2 separate regions of the Macaca mulatta genome follow, and region 1 is linked to region 2. A link is a contact called in public Hi-C data. All regions are on one chromosome and are shown on one strand. Each heading gives the region's core, a stretch centred on a gene start, on an enhancer-like site or on the middle of the called end of the contact. The rest is flanking DNA. Distances are from core to core; before and after follow the strand shown. Region 1 holds the start of DENND1A (DENN domain containing 1A). Region 2 holds the start of LHX2 (LIM homeobox 2).

What was found. A called contact is a pair of places that touch in the nucleus more often than the background predicts.
Region 1: a Hi-C map of fetal cortex germinal zone shows a contact between it and region 2, with 1.7 times the contacts expected there. The contact joins the promoter of DENND1A here to the promoter of LHX2 in region 2. A contact is called at or near these places in 2 of 14 Hi-C or Micro-C datasets (cortical neurons and fetal cortex germinal zone).

Annotation. Positions count from the first base shown.
Region 1 is chr15:23,860,002-23,865,097 of T2T-MMU8v2.0, reverse strand. It overlaps DENND1A (DENN domain containing 1A), which reads right to left and starts at 2,594. Exons shown (of 21, transcript XM_077968020.1): 1 at 2,357-2,594.
Region 2 is chr15:23,777,612-23,782,697 of T2T-MMU8v2.0, reverse strand. LHX2 (LIM homeobox 2) reads left to right here and starts at 3,486. Exons shown (of 5, transcript NM_001261792.1): 1 at 3,486-3,635. The coding sequence starts at 3,516. LOC106993611 (a long non-coding RNA gene) reads right to left here and starts at 2,707. Exons shown (of 2, transcript XR_001439886.3): 1 at 260-2,707.

The sequences.
Region 1 (5,096 bases), core at 1,345-3,844, 83 kb before region 2:
ACTGTGTTCATTGCTCATAATAACCCTACAACCTGGACACATTCCTCCCCATTTTACCTCAGGGAAACTGAGGTTGAAAAGGCAGTCTGTGTGAAGTTTCATAATTAGCATTAAAAAGAGCTGGAATTTGAACCTAGATCTGATTCCACCTAGTCAACTGACTTGTTGCATCAGAGATAAGCAAGAGAAAACAAAGGGAACCCCTCCCCCTTGCCCCTACCTCCAAGACTGTCCAATTCAATGGAACCTGCACACTTAGATTTCACCACAGCCAGGAGAACACCTTGAATGCCCTGCCAGGAGGGAATAGCCAGCCAGTAGTAACCAAAGCTCCGTCTTCTGCAACAACTAGAGAAGCACTTAAGTGGGTAATTTCCTGTCCATCCCCATTCTGAGCCACAGGCAGAAGTTGCATAATCAACAGTCACTATAAATCACAACTACTTTTCATAACTTCTCTCTTCATATTCTGTTTCAGTTTCACCACAAACTAACATATTTCCCAAGCCTAAGTTTTTATCACAGAGTAGTCTAGTTCCAAGATCAATAAGGCTATTCTTCATACTTAATACAAGTCCATGCCTTAGTAAATTCCCTTGTCCAAGTGCTCAGAATTAGCGATGGGTTCCACAAGACACATTTGAGAAATGTTATTTGTCCAACCTGCTACCTTGGAGAGCAACAGACATTTGACGGCTAGCCATCCGAACTTTTACTTGCTGGATTTTAATACTGGTTCTGACACTCACCGCCTCATGTCAGGCAAGTTTCTGAACTTTTCTGTAACAAGAAGGGTAAGTGTCCTCACGCATACTCTGCAACTCTAACATGGCTTCTGGAAAGTGTTTCTAAGTGCTATTGAAATCCAAGTTTACAACTCTTACTTGGAAGTAGGAGCTAAACTTGAGTGCCTCTTTAATCCCAATGGTTCACAAACGACATCTTTTTACCTCCCAAGCCTCTCAAGCTCTTGTTTGGAGCATGCTTCTAACTTTTTTCTCATTTCCACAAAAATAAAGATTTAACAGAGTGTTCATGCGACTCTTCCACTTTCACTGCCATAAGCAAACTTTTCTAGTTTCATTCAGCAGATGTCTCAAGGCTGCTGCAGCGCATCCCATACATATTTTGCAAATGGGAAGCCTAACCACACGGGGACTGCAAGGCTGGGCAAGGGTCACACTGCACGGGCATCACCTGGACATGAGATGCAATGTTTGAATAATTATTAGATTTCGCCCTTAAGGCCCTTCTCCTTTCCAACTTCCCTAGTACAATTCTCAAAATGCTGAAATAAACACATTCCACAGACTTTCCCGTAAGAGGGTTTAAAGTGTTCTAGGAAAGTTGTTTTACAGAAAAGCCTATGCTGTCAACTTTGCTTTTTAATGCCCTTAAACAATTCTATTAGTCACAGAGGAAAAAGCGAACATTTGTTAGTAATTAGAGATAAAACATCTCCAGTTCTGGGGCAAAGGAAGGGAGAGGCCACAAGAGGACCTGCCTGGGAGGGGAGATAGAGTCCAAAGCCACACACCCAAATTGGACCGCTTAAGAGTTGCACTTTCCAAAGTCAACTTCTAAGTCTACGAAGAGGGCAACAATGTTTCAGTGGATTCTGAAGTTACATGTATCAACAATTTCCCCGGAAAGCTAATCCTCCACCGGAAAGCCAAACCTCCAGGTGAATGAATGAGTGGGGGAATTCGCCAGATTGAGTTACAAAGCCTTTCCAACGATTATCAAGAGCAGGTGTTTGGTTACAACACAGAGGTATCCTCCTTCACACCCTTTGGCCCTTGCCGTGTGGAGATTTTCACAGATAAGAGGGGGGAAATAGGAGAGAGACGGGCCTTCCTCCCCGGCCATCCACACCTTAGGTCCATGAGTGTGACCCCTCCCTCTAAGAACCTCACGCGACTACTGCGGGGGCCGCAGGCCTCAAGCGGCCAGGCTGCAACCTCTCCGGACCTGCCAACTCTCAGGGGCGCCCCAAACATGCCCGTTTGGGGAGGTGCTTCCGGGGCTTTCCCACTCCCCATCCCCACAGTTGAAGGGCCATTTTCAGGGGCTCTCCGTAAACCCGGGGAGGGGGCCGCCCAGTAATCTCAGCTGTTCCGGCCCCTAGGTAAGGAGGGGACACCTGGCCCCCGGCGCCCTGCCACCCCGCGCGCACCCCGCCCCCGCGCCTCCCTGGATCGCCATGGCAACCGTCCCCCTCCCCGCGTGACGCCTGCACGCGGGGCGCCCCTCCGGTCCCGGCAACAAGTCCCCCGCGCGGCCCGCGGCCTGCAGCCCTGGCCCGGCCTCGCCGCCCCGCGCCCGGCCCGGCTCCGCCCGGCCCGGCCGCACTCACTTGATCCTGGAGCCCATGGTCCCCGGGCCTCCTCATGGGCCCGCGGGCCCCGCTCGGCGCTGCGCTGCCCGCCCGCCCGCGGCCGACCGGCCTCCCTCTGGCGCTCTCCCCGCCCCTTCCTCCCTTCCCTCAGGCTGGGGCCCGCCCGCTCGAGGCTCGCTCCCTCGCCGCCGCCGCCGCCTCCAGGGGTTAATGTACTCGCTCCAGCCCGGCGAACGCCATGGTCGCCGGCGCGCGTGCCCGGCGCGCGCCGCCCCCACCGCCTCTCACCGCCGCCCCTCCCGCCCGCGCTGCCGCCGCCGCTGCCCGCGGGGGCTGCTGGGAAGTGTAGTCCGCACGCGGGGGCGGGGCCGTGGCCGGCGGGGGCGGGGCAGGAGCGCGGTCACCCGCACGTCTCCCCGGGCGCGGGCCCCGGAGGACTGTGGCGTTCCTGCGCAGGCCCTTACACGTCTCCACCCCACTGCGTCCCGCTGGAAACCTCCACTCACAGCCGGCCTGAAGAGACCTTAATCCTCTCATGGAGACCCCTAGCCCTCCCGATGAAACCGCCACCCATCCTCCCCTTGGAGGCCTCCCACCCAACCCTTCTAACGGACAGCTAATGTCTCCCGCCTAGGCCTCCATGAAAACACGTTTTCCCTTTAACATCCCGCACTTTCCAGTAAGTTCCGTGCAGAACCTCTTCTGCATCACACCGTCCACTTCCCCATCTGAAGGCCTTTCCTCTTCCTTTCCCCTTAGAGCTTGAAGGAGACCCCACATACCTACAGGAAAGCCACTTGGGGGCTGCGTGGACCCATGTGGTGACTCAGCTCTGCCCTCCCCTTGAGGACCTCTGTCTCCCTTTATCAGCCGTTTTGGGGACTCCAACATCGAAGCCTCCTTTTACCACAAAAGTCCCTGATAGAGATTAACTCAGTGCAGATGAAAGGATTTGAGAGCCGAGATCACCAACCTGCTACCTGCCCCTGCTCCCTGCCTTGGGATTCACTTCCATGAACACCTCAATTTCATCCCCTCTAGGCCCAGAGGGATCATAAAGGAAGCAATAATGAAAGCTACCATTAGCCACCCCTTAATGAGCGGGTGAGTGCCCTTCCTGAATCAGACACAGTATTTCCGTACATCATTAGTGCCAATCCTCACAATAATCCTGTGTTCATCTCCCTAATTTACAAAGAGGAAACTGAGCCACATTCCCAAGATCACATAACTAGTAGCGAGTGAAGCCAAGATTAGTGTCCAGACTGAATAATTCCAGACATGTGACACAGTCATGCTTTAAAGTGGCACCTTCCACAAGTCCAAAGACACTTTTAATATTAGGCATTTTTTTTTCCTTTTTTCAATTTTCTGTCCTGAAGCCATTAATCGCTTCTGCCATTTCAGTTCTTATAAATGCATGGAGTGCCTCTTCACCCTACCCCCACCCCATAGCCACTGTGTAACTAGTCCTGCGTCCTAGCTCCTGGCCAGGCTAGGAGCAAAGAAAGCAGTAAGATAAGTCATAGAAGACTTCTTCTGTTTGAGTCACCTTCTGAATAAAGGTAGTTTCTCCCTTTTCCCTTTTGCCTGTACCTTGAGGTTGTTGAAGTCAAAGGGTAAACTTTTTAAAATTAAAACCAAAAAAAAAGTGAAAATGTCCAAACTGTCATTTTGAATTTAAAGTCTTATGCACCCAGACACCAATACCGACTTGTAAACACCCGCAGGAGCAAAGCTCTGCTAGACAGGCAGGAGCTCTGTGGTGTTTATTCACCTGTGAAACATCTCCAAGGAACAGTTGTTATCAAGATCTTCCCTGGAATGGGCAGCCAGTTCAAAAGCTCTGAGCAGGAGACTATAAATAAGACAAAGTTATTGGTGGAAGGCAAAGCTGGCTGCTTTTCAAAGGAGGTTGTAGCCATCTTGGCCACAAAAATGTCTGGGTGCCTGCTGGGTGGCGTGTGTGTGTGTGTGTGTGTGTGTGTGTGTGTGTGTGTTGGAGAGGGAGGTAGAAGGTGGAGATTATGTGTCTGCTCAGGTGGCCTCAGAGACAGCAGGGTGGTCTGAGGAGAGAGCACTGGACTGGGAGTGAGGAATCTTCTAATTCTGGCTTCAGCATTGACTGGTAGATTTTATGCAAATGATTAGACAAGTGTATGTTTCAGTTTCCTCCTTAGTGTAGAGGGTGATGAGAAGCTTCCATCATAAGAGCGAGTGCAACATAGGAGCAAAGAGCACAGGCTTTAGAACCAGACTGCCAGGGTTTAAATCTCAGCTCTACCTCTTACTAAATATGTGACCTTGGGTGAATTATTCCTTCTCTGTGTGTCTCAGGTTCTCCGTCTGTAAAATAGAAATGATGATAATAATAGACCTATTTTAGTGAGTTGACATGAGGATTAAATGAGTTAGTGACCTTTATAAAGTATTCAAACAGTGACTATCACATATTAAGGACTCAAAAATTATAAGCAACTATTATATATAAAACACCTAGCACAGTTTGGCTTTTATTATTAAAATTAATAAGGTAACCAGTGGCCAGGCATGGTGGCTCACACCTGTAATCCCAGCACTTTGGAAGGCCAAGGCAAGTGGATCACTTGAGGAAGGAGTTCAAGACCAGCCTGACAACCAACATGGTGAAAACCCATCTCTACTAAAAATACAAAACAATTAGCCAGGTGTGGTGGCAGGCACCTGTGGTCCCAGCTATTCAAGAGGCTGAGGCAGGAGAATCGCTTGAACCCAGGAG
Region 2 (5,086 bases), core at 2,237-4,736:
GCTTGTCTGCGAGGAAGCAGATGGTGGGGAGGTAGGCAGCGGCGAGAGTGGCCAGACCTGAATTCCGTTCACCTGTCACCTCCCACAGAAGGCAGGTTCGGGGGACTTAGGGATTCGTTGCCACTTTCGGGGGCAGGGGGAGGTCCAGGGGCTGCCGTTTCCGGCGCCTGCGAAGGCTCCTTACCTGTCGGTGCCCGCTCCCCCCACCCCCTGCCTTTCCCTTGGCTGCAGCTTCTCGCACCGCGTAAATGTCACTCACGTGTCAGGATGTGTGTTTACAGCCTGTTCCTCTCCTTGTTTAGTCTCCGCGGACAGGGCTCAGCGGTTGCGTGACGTTCCCCGCCACTGGGGGAGATTAGCAAAGTTACCGGCCTCTGGACCCCGGGGCCCAGGCGCCCAGATCCCGCCCCGCGGCAGGAGATGCATTTGAGCCTCTTAAAGACCGAGCGCGTCCCAGCCTGATGCAGAGGGATGAATAGACAAGCGAACCGGGCGGGAATACCGACTGCCTGTGTATCTGGGGTCGGCCCAGCGTTGGACGTGGGCTGCTGGTCCGAGAGGTGGCGACGGAATCGCGTGTACGGGGGAGTGGAAAGTCGCACAGTGTGTTTCCACGTTTCTTGAGCAGCCCGCGACAAGAGTTGCTGAGTACCCCACCCCCCGCCCCCAGATCCTAAGGCAGCCCCTCGAGCTTTCAAAACGTATTGTATCCAGCCCTCCCGGGAGCGGAGTTACACCAAGGACAAACACTCTAGCGTCGTTACAAATTTTTTCTACCCCTTGGGCGACCTCCAGATGAACCCTGGTGACTCTTAGATTGGATTTTCATTCCTTACTTTCTTTGAAAGAAAGTGCCCCAGATGCGTCAATAAAACATGCCTATGTATCCGTGTAGGCGTCCGCGTGCCTGCGCGCCGGCCATGTGCAGGCGCCGAAGCACACGTCTGTGTGAATACACGGGCACGCGCGTCTTTGGGTTTAGTGGTCCTTCCCTCGCGTTGGGGCATCTGTACACATGCAGCACATACACATATAATTGTAACTTCAAGTTTTTTCAAATATGCAAAACGACCTCGTAGGAGCACTTGCAGTGATTTAAGTAGAATCGCCTGAGCACGCAAGTGCAGGTATAACGTGCAATTTACCATTTTGCAGTTGCATCCTTCTTCCCAGCTCTGGACACTTTACACCTGATGCGCATGTGTAAGACCCTAGCGCTATAGTGGTGCTGGCTGTGATTTTGCCAACAGAAATAAAATTCGTGCTCGCTGTGTTTTTGCCAACAGAGATGAACATGTATATTTGCACACATGAACACAAGTTCATGTGCTTGGGCATTACACGCATACATATATTTGTGCACACATATATTTGTGTGTGAAAGTTACACACGCGAAAAACATGATTTCATCCTCAACTCTGTACCCTGTGAGGTAAACCGCAGGTCCTGACTATCCCCTTACCTGTCCTGGCAACAAGTCATTTCAGACTGACACCCGCCTTGTCCCTATTAGACAGAGCCAAACCTGCTTCCGAAGCAGACCCAGATGGGACTCTGTAACTGACGTGTTTATTCAGTTTTTGTCTACAATCATTTTATTTCCTAAATCCCTCCCCACCAGACACCTGGGCATTTCCCTCCAGTCCCCAGGAGACTCTAGGGTGAGCATGAAGCCTGGAGGCTGGGGGTGGCAGTTGGGATTTACCTAGCACGCTAGGTTGTTGGCCCCTGGTGAGGTGGTGCAGCCAGGCGGATAAGGAGGACTGGCGCCATCAGCGGGGTCTGAGACAAGGTGTGCCCAGTGGGCAGAGAATGGGCCTGTGGTTTTTAAGAACCTCACTGATATTGAATGTATCTTGGAGTGAGAAAGTTTTTAATGGAAAAGGAGAGGGCGTGATGAAATAATTTGCTAAGTGCCTACTATGGTCCAGGCATTTTACATCCACAGTCTCTTTCATTCAACACATCCATGCGGAGGAGAGCTTCTTGTCTCCTATTATAAAGGTCAGAAACAGGCTAAGGGAGGAGAAGTCACTAAGTTTACAGTGCATGTAAGTGGAAGAGCTAGGACTCGAACCCTAGCCTTTCTGAGTTCCTAAAGCCATGCTCGCCCCCACTCTTCCAGGCTGGGGAGAGAACGGGAAGAGCGAGAAACTACACGCTGGGCTGCAGACTGGGCCCTAGCGGGCTTGGAGCGTGGATATGCTGGCTGGCCCCCCTCCCCTGGAGTCACAGCTCTCGCCGGTCTCGCCTCTCAGGCTCAGCCGGATACCCAGGAGGCTTGCGCGGCCGCCTGTAGTCCGCTGTGCAGAGCCCGGGCCGAAGGCGGAGCTCGATGGAAAACGGCCGAAGGCTCTTGCAACTCTGCCCCAGGCCTGCCTTCCCGGGCCTCCCAGGCGGGTGCCGGAGGCCGCGGCTCCAGGCCGAGGGGAGACCGCAGTGAGACAAGCATCCCCTTGCTGCGCCTTCTTAGGATAGAGGGTTTAATTTTCCTTTCTGAAGATATCGCAGGAAGCTGTTCGTATCTTAAAAACTCCAAACCCCGCGCTCTCCCTCCTCCCTGTCTTCCCCCCACTCCGCCCTCCAGCCTCGCCCACCAGCTCCCACCATCTCGACTCTCCTCTGCTCCTCTTGCCTCTCCCCTCCCTCTGGGGTCTCCCGCCTTCCCGGAGCACGCGCTGCCAGGGCCTGGGGCGCCGAGCGGCCAATGGCACGGCGGCAGGACGTGATGTCAGGCGCGGCTGTAGAAAAGGCGCGGAGGCTTGCGCTGGCGCGGACTGCTGAGCCGGGGCTGGGCTAGGCGCGCGCTTGGAGAGCATTGCGCGCGGCTGGGCCCGCGGCCGGCGGCTCCTCCTCCCACTCTGCTCCTCCTCTTTTTTCTCCTCCTCCACCTCCTCCTCCGCCGCCTCCTCCTCCTCTTCCTCCTCCTCTTCAATTCTCCCGGTGGCTCGGCTCGGCTCGCAGGCTTCAGAGAAACCCCTACTCCAGTCGCCGACTCAGCGCCCAAGAGGGTCGCCTTGGGCTGGGGGCGCACCCCAGGGAGGGGAGGGGTCCAGGCAACTGGGCCGCCGCGGGCACCTAGCAGCTTCTGGGTGAACCCCGACCCCAGCCGTCGCCGCCTTGGGCAGAGTTTGCGCCCCTGCTTTGCGCCCCGGGCGCCGAAGCCGGGCGGGCGATGCCCGCGGCGTGAAAGCGCCCGCGGCGGGCGCCGACCTCTGCCCTAGTCTCCTGCTCCCCCCGCCCCGCTTGCCCCGTGCCCTTGTGACCCTGGCTTTGGCGCCGTCGCCCAGGCGCCCCGCAATGTAGCTGCCCCCGCGCCTCGGCTGGAGGCGTCCTGCCCCGCGGGCGCCCGGGGCCCGGAGCCCGGCCTGGGGGCGCAGCCGAGCTCGGGCGGGGCCGGGGCCGCGGTGGCGATGCACCGGGCCCGTTAGCACCAGGAGCGCCAGGCAGCTGAGGCGGGGGGCAAGCCCTCCCTCGGAGGAGCCGCGCCCCCGGCCCCGCCGGTCCCGCCGCGATGCTGTTCCACAGTCTGTCGGGCCCCGAGGTGCACGGGGTCATCGACGAGATGGACCGTAGGGCCAAGAGCGAGGCTCCCGCCATCAGCTCCGCCATCGACCGCGGCGACACCGAGACGGTAGGCGCGCGGTTGTGGGGTCGGGGTTGAGAGCTGGGATGGGGCCGGGCCAGTCAGCGCCTCTGCTCCCCGAAGTTTGGGGAGCGTCCTTCGTGCGGCACGGGACTGGGTGCTGGGGATCCTCGGTCAGAATGCAAGGCCAGTGGCTCCCGGTTCAGGGGAAACCCGGCTGCTGGGACGGAGAAGGGAAACAAGGTTGAAACCGAAATCTCCGCCCTGGCGGGTAGAGGAGAGCGTTTCTTCGGAAGTGGAAGCCAAGTCCCATCCGCGGCCCAGGGCAGCTTCCTTCTCACCTTGCCGGGCGCCGGGGTCGACAGCCCCGCGCTCTCCTCAACCTCTCGGCTCCGGTTGCTGGCGGCGCCGCGGGCGGCGCCAGGGAAAGGCGAACCAGCCGGGAGCACTGGGGCTGCAGCCGGCTTGGGCCGCTCTCGGCTTTCCGGCAATCGGGGATCTCCCTCAACCCCCTGCGCGGTTTCGGAGACCGAAGCCTTCGGGGCCAACATTTGTCGTTGTTCGCGTCCCCAGACCTTTGACTGGTCAGACTTAGCCAGGTCAGGGCTGGGAGTTCAGGCTCTGGCCTGGCCCTCGCCAAAGGAGACTCCATTCGGATCTCTACACCTGGCTCCGCGGGCCTAGCCCCAAATAGCCAGTTCCTCGCCTCAGACCTCCCTGGGGGCCAGAGGAGCAGACACTGCCCAAGTAGCGGGCCCAGAAGTGACCTTTAGGAGGCCGCGGAGGTGGGGAGCACGGGAGAAGCTTCTCTGCTTCGGGAGCAGGACCAGCGGCCCCAGTGGCCTCCCAGCCTCCGAGCCCTTCTTCGGTTAGACCTTCTCTGCTGGTCAGTTTGGATAGGGGAGGATTTGGGTTGAACCTGTCCTTCACCCAGGGACTTTGAGGGTGTCCCTGCACCCCATTCACCTCATCCCTGAACCCAAGAGGGCCCCAGCCTGTGTGGCAGAGGAGCCAGAAGTTGGCTGACTTGTCCTGGCCTTAACCTCTGGCCTAAGGATCCAGGGATCACTGAAGCTGGGGCCCAGGAACTCTGCTGTCTCTCCAAAGAGGAGTCTGTGTGGAGGGTAACTTAATGGTCACCTTAGCCCCCGCCCCCCGGCTCATTTAAGAAACAGTTTGGGGAAAGCTCTTGGAGGGCTTGACTGGAGTAGCTGTCCTGGTCCCTAAACACAGCCGGAGCATTTTGGGGGAAAGGACAGGGAGGACTGGAAGGGAGAGAGGTAAGCAGGAGAGCCATTTAGGCCAGGATCCCGGCCTGGGCCGGTAGCAGGCTAGGGCTGCGCTGGCGGGCCTGGGTTCTAAACCGCCCAGAAATGAAAATGGGCCTTTTGGGGTGGGGGGAAGCCCGCCGCATGCCCTGGCAGCCCCCTCCGCGTTCAGGGCTAGCCGAGGCCACAGAGGGAGCTGTGGGTGCCAGTTTCGCGGCGGCGGAGGGGCCG